Linked DNA regions of Anser cygnoides: region 2 is linked to region 1. Evidence: chromatin contacts called from public Hi-C data. All regions are on one chromosome and are shown on one strand. The core of a region is the stretch at or near the end of the contact, and the rest is flanking DNA. Distances in the headings are between cores, read along the strand shown.

Region 1 (7,004 bases), core at 1,268-3,767:
CAAAGGTTAAATCTCTAACAACTTCTGTATGGTCCATCAGGTTAAGGAGGAGTTTTCCTGTTACATGAAAACAGTATTTGAAACAATATTAACTTTTTAAAAAACACAAGATACTTATTGACATACGTCCTTCCCCATACTCAAGAACAGAGAGTAACTTCTTGTTGTTGAAGTTTCCGTTGTTTGAAAGTATTTTAAAACTACAATCCAGAAGAACATTTCGGACTAAACAACCAATATGCCTGAAATCAATCACATACTTAGCCATTTTGCAGCACCAAGGCTTTCTCTTACATCACTTACATCTCAAAGCATGACCTGAGTCTGTTCCTTCCTCTAGCAGTATCAGATGTTCCTAGTTGCAGTTCATTATTTCAAAAATACTTAATTTGTATTCAAGAGTCAACTCCCAATTAAAATTCTGTAAAGAATTTTTTCTGCGTATTAATGTTCCTACTGCATAAAGTGACACTGACATGCCAACTTCCCCTCACACACTCTACCTGTATATACATCCCATATCTTGATGCGCCCATTGTTCAAGCCTGTTGCAAGTAGAAGCTGGTCTTGCCCAAATTTGAAACGATGCCATTCTATATTCACACAGCGACTCTGCTTCTCAGGCACCGAAGACCCAAAAGCAAGACTCCATACAATATCACCACAGTCTATTATATGTTCACAGGGCTTATTTTTCTGACCACTGTCACTGTTCTGTCTTGCAAGTCTTGTACTGATAGAATTTGCAACATTCTTTGTGCCATGCAACAAGCTGCAAAACAAACAAGAAAAACATAAAGAGTCTTTAAAAATAAGTAGCTACATATCGTGTGACATTCAGAATGCAATAGAACAGAAAGGTCTTTAAGATGTAATGAAATCTGTGAGTTGCCATGACGTACACGCATGGAGGCCCATAAGAATGCATTTTTACTTTCAAATTATAAAAGCTGGGTTTTCTTATAACTGTCAAGAATTATTAACCCTTGGAAAACTTCTACAAAGACTGTCCATGTCTTCACCTCTGTAGAAACATATTAACTCACTTTGAAAAACATTACAAGCATTTACAGACAAAATAAGCTACAAAAATGTCTAACACTTCCTGCTAAATAAGCAAGAAGTTCCCTGCAATTCACTTACGTTCATGGAAAACTGGGATGAGACATTGAAACCAGCATATGAAAAACAACTAAACCGTCACCAGCAACAGGAAAACAAAAAAAGGGATTTGCTGGGAACAATGGAAGCAAAACTTAACTAAGTACAAAGATTCAACTGCTAGATACTAACTTCTTTAAAATGTAACCTACAGCTGAAAATAAAACATCTTTTGGAACTTAACTTTCACTCTAAAGTGAATAATAATAGAAGGGGTCTGCCTTTAAGTAAATTCCTAGAAGGTAAAAATAAAATAGCCCTCTGATAGGAAATGTAAGAGTCCAGATCTGCTTTAGTTTTCAAAATTCCATGTTCGTTCTAACTTCCGCTTATTTTAGAGCACTTGACTGAATTAGTAAATTACTCCGTTGTGAATTTGCAATACAATTGTTTCTCTGGCTGGCCACAGAGAAGGAGATAATGGCTAGTACTTTAAAGAACTATTTTTTCCTAAGATGTCAAGGCTTAAAGAGACAATATATGAGTTTGAATCTATTAAACATTATCTTCTATTTGGAAATTCTTAAGCTTTCAGTTTAAGAGCTGTATGGTTTTATCTTACAAGTTATTAAGGCACTGGGACCAGGGGACCAGCTTCACTATGCGATGCCCTTGTGACCAAGCAAAGTAAGATCCATCGGGAGCAAACGCAACAGTCCAGTTCTCACGTCCACACTTCTTGTCAAAAGGAGAAGTGGGGGCTAACAGTTCTCCTACAGTACGTGATCGTGCTGAAAAGAAAACAAAGAGGAAATTCCATTAAGAAATAAATTCAGCATATTTTAAAAAGTTACAGAGGAACCAGGCGAAACGTTAATTATTTTGCTTTTATTTGTCTTACGGTCACAATATAACCAAGCAAACGAGCAAGCCTCAGCTGCAAAGGAGGTTGAGTCCCTACGGCCGCACAGCCGGCCGCGCACACGGACCGGGGCCTTCGCCGCGCCGCCACAGCGGGGGGAACGCGGGCGAGCGGCCGGCACCCGGCGGCCCTCGGCCCCGCCACGATCGCGGCCGCTCGGTGCCCGGGCGCTGCCGGCAGCGGCAGGCGGGGAGCCCGGCTGGGAGCCCGGCGGCCCCCCCGCGCGCCGCCCGGCCCGCTCCCGCCCCCCCGGCCCGCTCGGCCCGGCCGCCCCTCACCGATGAGCTTCTCGTTGACCCTCGGGGGAAAGCTGGCCATCGACGGGGCCGCCCTTCGGAACGGCTCGGGCGCGGAGCGGGGACCTGCGGCGCGAGCGGGCGCGGCTGAGGGGGAGCGACCGACCGCCGCTCGCCGGGGCGCAGGCACTGGGACAAAATGGCGGCGGCGGCACGGGGAGTAGCGCGGCGGGGAGGGGCGGCCTCGCCCCGCGGGCGGGCGGGGGACGGGCGGCCTCCTCCGGCCTCCTCCGGCCTCCCTCCTCGCTGCGCCCCGGCCGCCAGCACGGCCTGCGCCTCGCCCCCCGCTGCCGGCCGGCCCCGGGCCCCCGCCGCCCGTCTCTGATCCCCGGTGCCTCGTCCCGACCTGCCCGCGCCCCTCCTGCCGCCGTCCCGAGCGGGCCCGGCCCTCCCCGCCCGCCGGAGCTCGCTCTGCAAAAGCAGCGCGCGTTCCTTGAGGCGGTCGAAGCACGCGGCCTGACGGGAGCCCTGCCTTCGCTGTAAGAACGTCCTGGATGTGCTTAAAATACAGCCTGTGCCCGTCGTGCCTGGGAGGAAAACCGGGTTGTGGTGCTGTCGTGGCGAGGCCCGCGGGTGCCGCCCGTTTTAGCCACCCCACAGGCCCCTCCGGGTCACCTCTTGACCCTGGGAGCGGGCTAAGCCTGCGCTAGCCTGGCTCCTGCCTCCCTGCCTTGGACAGAGGTCATCTCCATTATCTTCTAAGGCACGTTGTGACATCCTTGATGTCTGTTGACTGTGGGACTGCAAGGCAACACGTAAAACAAAAAGTATGCGAAAGCTTATATGAATGCGTTGCAGAACGTGTGTGTGATACTGACCTGCACGCTTGATTCTATCTTCCCTGACCAGGAGCTGGAAAATTCTTGGGATTTTCCTACTCTCCTGATGTTTCGTTATAAAACTGTACAGTTCACTGTCTAGATCCAGCAAGATCTGGTTTATGCTCAACTTTTAAATGTATAGTTAAGGTTAATGGGGTTGCCCATAAACTACTTGTCCCCGAGGCCACCTCGTTCTGTGTGGTTTTGTCTTAAGGTCTGCGTATTCTTTCCCCTTCCTTTTCCCCATTCTCCTTTTGCACATCTAAGTTCTGCCCCTCTTCTAAGACTTCTTTCCATGCTCTCTCTTTGTACTTCAAGACAGCACATAGTATAATTAACTGCAGCTAATAACGATGATTTCATTCCAAAGTAGTGGCCCTGCTGGTGGAAACACTGAAGTAGCCATAGGGTTTAGCTATTCTGCTGTAGCAACAGATATTACCCTTGTGCAATCAAGGCCAGCAGAGCATTTTTTAAATCATGTAGTAAAACAGTGTTAAAGAAATGAGCAGGAAGAAGTTCTGAGTATGTCTGAGTAGGTCCCAACACTTGTTTGGTACTCTCTTGGCCCATCCTAGCACTGACCTGTCCCAGGGCTTCCTGGCAGCGTAACGCTGCTCCTGCTCTATCCATCCTCTGCTGCCTGCAGATGGAAAAGCCCTGACCAGCTGTCTCCACATAACTCCCCAACTTCTCGTAACAAGGCAGATCCGTAGCCATTGTGAAATGCTGCCTTGGAGTTACACATGAGTCGTGAACGTTTGAACCAGGCCATCTCGTAGCTGAGATGACTCACGTTGTAAGAGTTCTCCCGGGGGTCTGAGCCTCACCTGCAGCCAGGATAAGGCTGGGTTCTGTTTGCTTACCTTGGGGGGCTGTTACAGCCAGGAAAGATAGCAGTCAAGTTACACAGCTTTGTAGGGCTGTTGCCATGTTACTGGCCTTCTTGCTCACTTTCTTAAAAGAAGCAAAGTATTTGTCAATTTATTATTTCTGTAAGTTTCTGTATTTTTGTAACTTCTGCTTCAGTAGTTGGTGTTTCTTCCTGAGTGTGCTTTCTGTTCATTCATGTAACAGATCTGAGGGCTAGAAGAGATGATTGCTTAGTCTGGTCTCTGTGTGACGCAGGAATCCCGTGTAACCCGGGGCACTGTCTAGCACTGAGGGTTTCCAGCAGCTACCCCGTTGTTCAGCCTGTACAACACCGCGGTCCAGCTGCCAGTCTTTGACCTTCCCAGGCTGTAGTTTGTGTCTTACGGACACAGAGACAAATTGTGATATGCAAAATCCCAGGTTTTTGCAAGTGCATTAGAAATTGGTGTCACAAGCTGTCCTGGAGGCGTTACCAACACCTTCTCTCTTCGTGCCTGCCTGGAAGCACTGTTGTCTCATGTCTGAGGCCAGGGTAGCAGAGGTAGAAGGCTGGGTTCTGTCTGCACGCTGCTGACTGAACTGTCCTGGCCGGTAAAGCGTATCTTTTTAAAAATCAGTCAAAACTTGGAGAGAGAAAGAATCCACGCTTTGCTTCTCAGAGTCCTTGCCATACTTATTGTCCTTGTAAGTGCAGCAAACTGGATGACTTTTTGGATGATTTTCGCTGCGGGTTCCTGGTGAGGCATAGCTGTGGAATCAAGGGTGGCACCAGGCCGCATACCCCACACAGTCACATGTTGCAAGGGCCTGTAAGACCGTGCAGATGACTCAGGGCTGATTTATGTGTTTTCCATTATCCTCCTATGCGGATGCAGCTGCCAAGTCTGCACAGCACTGTTCAGCTGGGAGGCTAATAAGCTCAGTGCCATCTTTCTCCATCAAGACTTTACACACTGCTGTAAGCTTTCACAAATGAAAGAGGACTTTTGTTGTCTGCCTGTCTTAAATACTTTCAAAGATCCAGGTTACGGGGCTTTTCCTCAGGCTGCTGAAACACCAGAATCTGCTTATTCAACATTCCTGTATACTGACACGGTGAATCTGGTTACACAAATTGCGTTTGTTTTTTCTTCTTTGAATTTTTTAACTGATTTATGATTTGTGTTTTTAATCAGCTTTGTGGAAGTCTTTTTGACTCAGTCAGTTACCAGGCTGGACTAGGAAATCCATCTGAAATCTGGGTGCATTCCAAGTAAGGGACTGTGCTGCTTGTATAGAAATGGGGATGTGCTGCTTGTATGAAATGGGGATGTATGCATTTGTCGTTCTATCTGGAGTTGTAAAATGAGTCTAGGTGTCTGCGTCACGTGTTCCCTGCCTTCCACGCATTTGCAGGACTCTCAGCAGGGCACTAGTGGTGCTCCATTTCCATTGCTATGGCTTTCTGCTGGAAGGTTTCTGCCACGGAAAGGTTGTTCATTCCAGTTAATGAATCCTAGTATGGATCAGCAGAGAATAGTGATCAGTTTCCACCCATGCTCTGCTCACTGTGCAGATCCCCATTCAGTTTGTGCAGGCTGTCCCAGTGAGGGTTTCTGTTCGGGGACCACCAGGCTGTATTTCTGTTGTGGTTGTTTGGATCGTGCACAGACCTCTGGAAGCCAGATCAGCCCAGGGAGTGTAAAATACATGGCAGAGTACTAGAAGAGCCCGTGGTGCTTTTCAGGCCCAGGGCTTCTGTCCCTCCTCTCCACAGTTGCTCTTCTGTGGAGTACCCATGACAAATGGCAGGTGAGGGGACACTTCAGGGCAATGACATCAGGCCAAGTAGCTGATCTGTGCAGTAGTGCATGCATCCCGGTGGTCCGGCTGTCATTAAAAATGCACTATTTATAGTCTACGCTGTTAATAATTCACAAGCTTCTGTTTGTTTTGAGCCTCCTTGGGTCGGAGAAAGTTCAGCATGAGTTTGTGGAGGCAGAAGAGAAGGTGAAAGGGAAAAGCAGAATGGAGAAAGAGGGCAGTGAGGGTTGAAGAGAAAAAGGGATTGCAGCGAGCAGAGAGCCGCAGAGCAGTTGTGCTGGCTGGGGGGATGAAGGTGCCGTCAGCATCCCAGAATAGATCAGCTGCCCTTAGCGCCGCAGCACACGCTGGAAAACCCATCGCTGGTACCCAAGTGGTTAATCTGTAAGGGCCGGCTAAAAGAGAATTCTGGGGGAAAGCTGCACAGATGGAATATCAGAGAGGGACAAGACTGATTTTTTCTCTGTATTCTTATGGTCTCTTAGGGATTTTTTCATTTTTGGACCACATCTTTGTGGTATAATAAATAGAGCAGATGGCTTACTGTGCGTGGCGAGTTCAGGACTTTCACCGGGAGTAGATGCTCTGCAGTGAGGGAGACAGGTTCGGGTTTGTTCTCTTTTGGTTCAAAACCATTCCTTTTTGTAAGCTGGCCATGGGTGTTGTGCCTCGTCAGGGAGCCTGTCAGGAACATCTGCGCTAAATTTACCCGCCGAAGCTACCAGAGCTGTTATCTCAGATGGCTGAAGGTCACGATGAGCGTGTTGAACTTGAACTGTCCTAAACAATGATAGCAGAAAAGTGTCTTTGTATTACAGAGAAAAAGCAGGGCAGCCTCGGCCGGTTCGCTGTGCCCGCACCCTGTTACATGCCGGGCTGATCGCACAGCTCCCAGCACCACGGCGCCGGCAGCGGAGACGTTCGTTCCACTTTGATACGGAGCAGGAGGATCTGTGCAGCTGACGTTTTGGTCTGCAAGAAGTCTTGTCTGCCGCGTTTGAAATGACCTTTCTTGGACGGCTTATTCTGTCCTGCCTTTCATTCCCTGCTCCTGATAGCACGGCGCAGTTAAATGTCCTAGCCAGAGCCTGCTGAGCAGGGGAAGCTGGGGCTGGGCAGGTGAGGAGGAACCGGAGCCCGTCCCTGGCGTTCTCACTTCAGCACCTGCTTGCGCGTGGGCTGGACTCA
Region 2 (6,683 bases), core at 3,749-6,248, 240 kb before region 1:
AAGTAGTGTAGCGTACGAGAGAAATCGCGCAGTTACACAGACTGGAAAGTTGTTCTTGCTGTCTGTGCTTGGCTGCAGGATGCTGTCTGAAAACAGCCTGCCTACAGCTAAGGTGCGTCCTGCACAGAGCACACACGGAACAAAGCAGAGTCGTTCGCGTGGCAAACATAAGGCCCTGACTGCCACTTATTGAGAGTTCATTTCTAATTGACTTTTTACAGCTAAAAGAACGAAGGTGGCCTGAGCTCATGAAGTTGAAGAAATGAATAAAAGTAACAGTGTGACGTGTCTGACTTCTAAAGACAGTTTAGAACTGCAAAGTCTTAATTCATGCTACCATTGCTTTAAAGATGACTTATATGCCTAGCCTAAGCTTCCTTTACCTCAGACAAATGAGCATTGTCCTAAATCATCAGCTGGTAACCTTTTTTTTTCTCTTTCAGGTACCGAATAGAGTATGAGACTCTGTGTAAGATTGAAGCAGACCAGAACGAATTCATTGACCAATTCATTTTTCAGAAGTAGAAGACTTTTTAAAAAATAATAATTTGGAGCATTCCAGAATCCTGAGAATTTAAAAAATATGCAATTTTTCACTGTGTATGAATGAATAGATGGTTTGTACAAATGAAAGTGTCTCTTAACGCAGTGTGAAATACACTAAAAGTGGCAATAAGGAGGGCTTTCTAACAGATGTAAAGACTGTTCTGTCCTTTGATTTTTATAAAAATTTTTGTACAGTTAGTAGTTCAAATTATAGTTGAATTAATACTACTGTTCCTATGTTAATGTCTCACTTTTTGAAGTGTACAGCTCTTTCAAAGAAATCAAGAAATAAATTATTGTTTTCGGACTTTCTGGATATACCAGAATTAGTTGTTCCTGCTATGTGATTTCTGAGCTGAACAGTTTACAACTCCCTGGATAGTCATCGTGAAGAATTTCCTATATGTAGTAATTTTCATGTTTATAACAACACACAACAGAGAGAAACAGCAGTAACTTTGCCCGTATTGACCAGATTATTTTTCTATCTAGTTAGAAAAAAAAACCAACTTACACATAACAGAAGTGATCTATTACAGATACACAAAAAATAATTAGAAAATATAGCAGAATTAAGAAGATTAAACTCTGAAATCCATCCATACAGGTAGCAATATTAGAGTAGAATTCTTTCATGAGTGTTTCAACTATAGAACATCAAGCTGATGAGACAAACCCTTCTAAGTGTATAGCGGCACCAGCAGCATGTAAAAAATATAAATATGAATATGACATTTAAAAACTGAATGCCCATGATTTAAATGTGATCTAAAATCAAGCCTCATGTTGAAGTGCCAGTAGATGCATTTAGTTTCTTGTCTTTAGGCAACCAGCTATGGAAATGTTGCCCTTCTCAAAATTTGTGGAGGGTTTAAATTATACACCAGTAAAATCCTGAAATATATAATGACCGAAAAGCCTGCTCAGTGACCTGTAATTTTTGCAAGAGTTTCCAAATGTCACTTAGAGATCAGATTAAGAACTTAAATAAAACCTAAGTTCCTTTTAGTCATTTCCTTCAGAAGATTAAATGCAATGTGGATGCATTTAGTTATTTCCATACTAGAAGTGATTTCACAGAAAAGTTTACAAATCCTTGTTTACAATTAGTGAAGTACTTGAAAATCCTCTATGAAGAAATATGCCTCATTGTCAAACAAAATTAATTTTAATTCAGAAATCCAGATTTTGGCACATTTATCGCTGGCCAGACGTTTACAATTAATCAAAATTAGAGCAGAGGAAGAGAAGGTGAAATTTTAAATGAAGGGATGAGAAAGGTAAGGATTATTACATGATTTGAAATGCTTCAAAAGTAGTAGAGAAAAAGATTTTAGCTTTGCAAATTTGTATGTAATCAGTTATGGATTTTGCAGTGTATGTTCTTAGAAGACGGATTTCTTACTGAAGTCATCTTGGAGAAAGGCAAGTTGAAAGCAAAGTGTCAGCTGCAGTTTTCACCCCCCACAGGTCCCCATCACACGGTTACACATCAAATGGTTAAAAGTTCGTTTTCCCAGTACAGAAGGACCGCACAAAATCGATACTGGGAGCAGAGCTGCTGGGTCCCTTAAGCTACGTACAGCCCAGGCACCACAAGGAGCTGCCAGTTCAGGCTTCTGCCAAAGCTGTTCCTGATTGAAGGAGACGTGTAAACTCAAGCCAATTCGAACTTTTCTTGCGGGAGCCTGATGCTCTGGTGAGAGGCGTTGCACTGACAACACGAGACAGGTGTTTGTCCCAGAGGACTAGGGGCTGAATCAAAACAAATACGAATGTTGTGCTTACAGCTTTCACAGCAGACTACTTCCTCTTCCTTTTCTCCACTTGGTTGTACTGGGGGCTGTACAGCATGGTGAAAAGAATCAGAAGTGGTATCAGCAAGTAAGGTATGTATATCGATAACAGCATTAGGCGTTCGTGTTGTGTCTGAGGACCCAAATGCTCAGACTTTGAGAAATCATGAAAAAGGATGTGAGCAAGGATAGCAACCAAAGATGTAGCTACATGTGTGGAGTATATAATTGCAGGAGTCCTTATCCATTTGCAACCACCTGTATGGAAGCAAAAAAGAAAACTATTTAAAAGTTTTGAAACAAGCTGAATTTGGTGACTTTGAAATTAACAATATTATCTGTATTTATCACAGGACAACCATAAGCCATATCAAAAATGTACTAGAAAATAAGTACTCATAGCAACCCAGAGAAATAATTAAAACTTTCACGATTAAAACTTCACATGCTCATTCTAAATTTCCACAAAGTTAGAAGTGGGGAGTACACAGGCACAATCCAGAGCTTCACTGTCATTGGTAGCTTGCCAGATGTTAACTGTTGATACTGGTTTCACATAAGTGACTGCCGTTGTAAAGGGTCTGTAGTAACCGTTTTTATTTCTGACAGGGCTGCTTCTACTCTTTCTCAGGTGAAACTTGCCACGAAAATAGCACTCCGTGGGGTATGTCCCTATAATCACTTAAGACTGATAAAAACTGTCTCTGCAGCCAAAAAGCACTACGCAGAAATGCCGCACAGGACGTTTTCTTACACTTTTATACCAACCTTTTATGAAGGCGTACGCTGCAATGGGAAAGAAAGGCAGTTGTAAGAAGGCTTCACAATACATAAACGCCTTAAACCACTCTGGGGGCTGGATCATCATGGGATCTCGAAAGGTGACTGCATACCACTCTAACAACTCCGTCAGCTTAAGAAAAAAGAACACAGCTGCAGATTAATACACTGAATATCAATGGCACAAGGTGAAAAATAATTTTTGGAAAGCAATTGGCACAATTTCCTACCAAAACAAGACCAAAATCACAACAAATCTGCACGTTGGCATCAGCAGATACGAATGAACTTTCGCCTCTCCCTCCTCCTGCCCCTGCTGGTGCCCATCCAGGGGGCTCAGCGCCCCGGGGGCAGCTGCCCCAGCCGGGCCCCCCAGCGCCTGGCAGTGCGCGGGGCTGGCGGCTCGCTGCACTGCCCGAGTCTGACGGAAGGATTTGGGATTGGGGAGCTGCGGTTAGTTTCCATGACAGAAATGTAAGCTCCAGCACGGCTTAAGTTCAAAGTTGGACTTTGAACAGAGAGATATGTATTGAGGCTTGCTAGTTAACTATTAATTAGAAATGGCTTCTCTAATGAAATAATTGTACAGAATGGCAAAAATCAAATGCCCTAAATGTAAAGCTAGTGTGAAGGTACCGATCTCATCCTGATAGCACGAGTCAAACTGATCATCTTCTATTCATCTACCATTTTAATCGTCTTCCACAATTTTATTCAAAGCCCAGCAAAGTAGAAATTTTCACTAATAAAGGTGGCTGTTGGTCTGCCTGCTCCCACGTGGCAGTGACAGTTCCTGCTCCTGTCTTCTGCAGGCCAGCTGCGTGACCAGAGCCTGGCAGCCCCCAGTGACAGGAGCCCAGCAGCCCCAATGACGGGTGACAGGAGCGCAGCAGCCCCCGTGATGGGTGACCCGACCCAGCAGCCCCGGTGCCGGGTGCCGCAGGTAGGTTCCCCGCGGGCGGCTCTTGCCGGGCCGCTGTGCTTCCCCGCACTGCGAGACGCGCGGCCCACGCCCCGCACGCAGCGGGGGGGCTGCCGTCCACAGCACGGATTTATCGGGGGCTTTTCTTGCCCGAGCTCGTTGCTGGAGGCGTCCGCGCTGGAAGGAGCAACCTGCGCGCCCAACCAGCTGCTGAGCGTACCGGTAAACTGCATTTGTTCGCGTCCCTAGGTGGGCGGCGAGACGCAAAACACAAATCTTACAATAGCTCTGCGAGAGCAACCTGAGCGCTGCTGCCGAAGCGCACCGCGCTTCCCACCAGCGCCGCCGACATTTCCCCCCCACCCCCCCAACCCGCCCGGCCAGGCCCCCGCGGCCCCGACTCACGCTGCGCGGGGGGAGGCCGGCGGCGGGCAGCAGCGGCTGCAGGTCGATGAGCAGCGTGATGGGGACGTGCGACACGAAGTACAGCGCGAACAGCCGCTCCAGCCACCGCGTCCACGCCGCCATCGCCGCACGGCCCCGCCCCGCCCCGCCCCGCGGCGGAAGCGGCGAGCGGAGGCCGGGGCCCGGAGGGAGGCCGGGGGGTGCCGGCCGGAGGCCGCCTGGGCGCTGCGAGGCCCGGCCGGGGCCTCCCCCAGCAGCGGCCCGCCCGGAGCGGGACCAGCCGAGCCCCGCAGGCTGAAGGCTTCCTCACGCCCCCCCGCTTCTGGCAGGCTGGGCCAGCTGCAGGCTGCACAGCTACGGGAGCTGGAGCTGCCTTTGGCTTAATGTCGCATCTGGCTTGAGCCCGGCTGGACGAAGCGCCCTGGGAAGACAAAGCGTTGGTACCGGCCCACAGAGCCCTCCCGATCAGAGCCCGGAGCTCGCGGAGCAGGGTGCTGTGCCGGCAGGCAGCGCAGGGCTGAGCCCGTCCTTACGGAGCAGAGAAGGTGGAGGTGCAGCTCGTACAGCTCTTAGTGCCTGGAGTCCCGCCTTCCCAGTTATGAATGTCGCAAATGGTTTTAATCATTCCCAAGATGGATTGCAAAAGTATGCAATTTTCCATGAAATTATACCTGACAGAAGAATTTTTAAAAATGATAAAGAACAAACAGATACTCTGTTACCAAAACAAATAAAGCATAAATAAGATTATTACAAAAATTGCTACCCAGTAAACATTAAAATTATCTGTTCAGTCTGGTAAACAGTCGTAGGCTCCTGGCAGGCCAAACAGCAAAGTCCCAAACCCACCACTAAATTGGCTACAGGAGAAAAGCAGGTTCTTGCTTTTGTCATTTAACTGATTTGCCCTATTCAGTAGTGTACTTCCCAGGAAGTTGATTTTGGCAACTTACTTTTCCATAGCAGATCTTGTTTAGTTCCTTTGCATCACCATCAAGATGTATACATAAATACGTTAGGCCTTCTAACAGTAGGACATTTCTCTGGCAATCCGTGGATAATTTTGAAAAGTTGTATTTTGCACTTACTGCGCTCTTCTAAAGGCACAATTAATAAAAGGAGATGCAGAAGCTATACTTAAAGTGGTTAAAACTTGATTACAATCTAGTTCATTTGACAATAGTATCAACAAAGCTTAAAACTGATAAAAATGGAACTCTGAAAACTGCAGTCTACAGTGGATGCTAGATTTTAACCTCACTGAGAAACGAGCTCTCTCACCAAGCTCATGCTAGGAGTATGTGCAGAGACGCATGTGTTCGCTTTAGAAGCTGGACTGTCTTTGGCAGAAGCAGCTCTTAAGAGCTCTCACTTTCATTGGAATCAACTTACATTAAAAATGTGAAATGGAGTAGAGGCTACTGAAAACATTATCATAGCTTTTCTTTTTTTAAGCTATGTGCACACAATTTTACTTACCCATTTGTGCTAATTGTGCCAGTTTTAAACTACTCATTCTGCACAGTGCCTTGCCCACATTAATATCAAGACACCGTGGAAGGTTAATGTTCAAAAAGACATTTTACTCTTAATACATTTAAGAACAAAATTAACTCATGAGCCTCTAGCAGTGAGCTCAGAAAATACACTGATGCATAAAGTGAACTTTGCTAATTGTACCATTCATCTGCTCATACCCCGACAAAACTGTGTATCAAAATGAGAAGACCCAGCAAATGAACCGCACCTTTGTTTTCTAGTCTTATGCTGAAGGAGAATCTAACAAATAAAAAATGGCAGTGAATGAATGGAAAATAGTTCAGCAATTGACAGCCATGAAGCAATAATGACACCAGCATCAGCAGTTCTGAAACATGTTAAAACTTATCTCGTCAGAGTATGAAGACTTGGAAGAAGAGGCATATACCTGAGTCACAGACAGTATCTGTAGCAGCCCTGGGAAGACAGCCCGTGCTAAGCTAAGCTGACTCACAACTCTTTATATCACTTCAGTTCTTATGAGGTCTTGAGGCTTTAACTACACAGTTCAATTTGTTTAAACAAGTCATACGCATAAAACATGAACATTTTTATTCATATTGTTGCAACACCACTGCATGTTGGATTGTTTCCATTACGAGTATAGAAAAGATAAAAGCATTTGCACTGTAAAAAATGACACAAACTTGGCAAACAGAGTAAGATCTACACTTGCATGGATGGCTTTCAACCTC

The links. A called contact is a pair of places that touch in the nucleus more often than the background predicts.
Region 2: a contact with region 1 is called in a Hi-C map of liver, with 2.4 times the contacts expected there. The contact joins the promoter of TMEM97 here to the promoter of WSB1 in region 1. A contact is called at or near these places in 2 of 7 Hi-C or Micro-C datasets (both in liver).

Annotation. Positions count from the first base shown.
Region 1 is chr18:12,021,375-12,028,378 of Taihu_goose_T2T_genome, reverse strand. WSB1 (WD repeat and SOCS box containing 1) reads right to left here and starts at 2,517. Exons shown (of 9, transcript XM_066979823.1): 1 at 2,302-2,517; 2 at 1,724-1,892; 3 at 504-772; 4 at 1-57. The coding sequence starts at 2,341.
Region 2 is chr18:12,267,896-12,274,578 of Taihu_goose_T2T_genome, reverse strand. TMEM97 (transmembrane protein 97) reads right to left here and starts at 4,998. Exons shown (of 3, transcript XM_048074105.2): 1 at 4,450-4,998; 2 at 3,111-3,255; 3 at 1,696-2,600. The coding sequence starts at 4,572. The coding sequence ends at 2,350. It overlaps NLK (nemo like kinase), which reads right to left. Exons shown (of 12, transcript XM_066979522.1): 12 at 6,518-6,683. IFT20 (intraflagellar transport 20) reads left to right here. Exons shown (of 4, transcript XM_048074106.2): 4 at 444-872. The coding sequence ends at 525.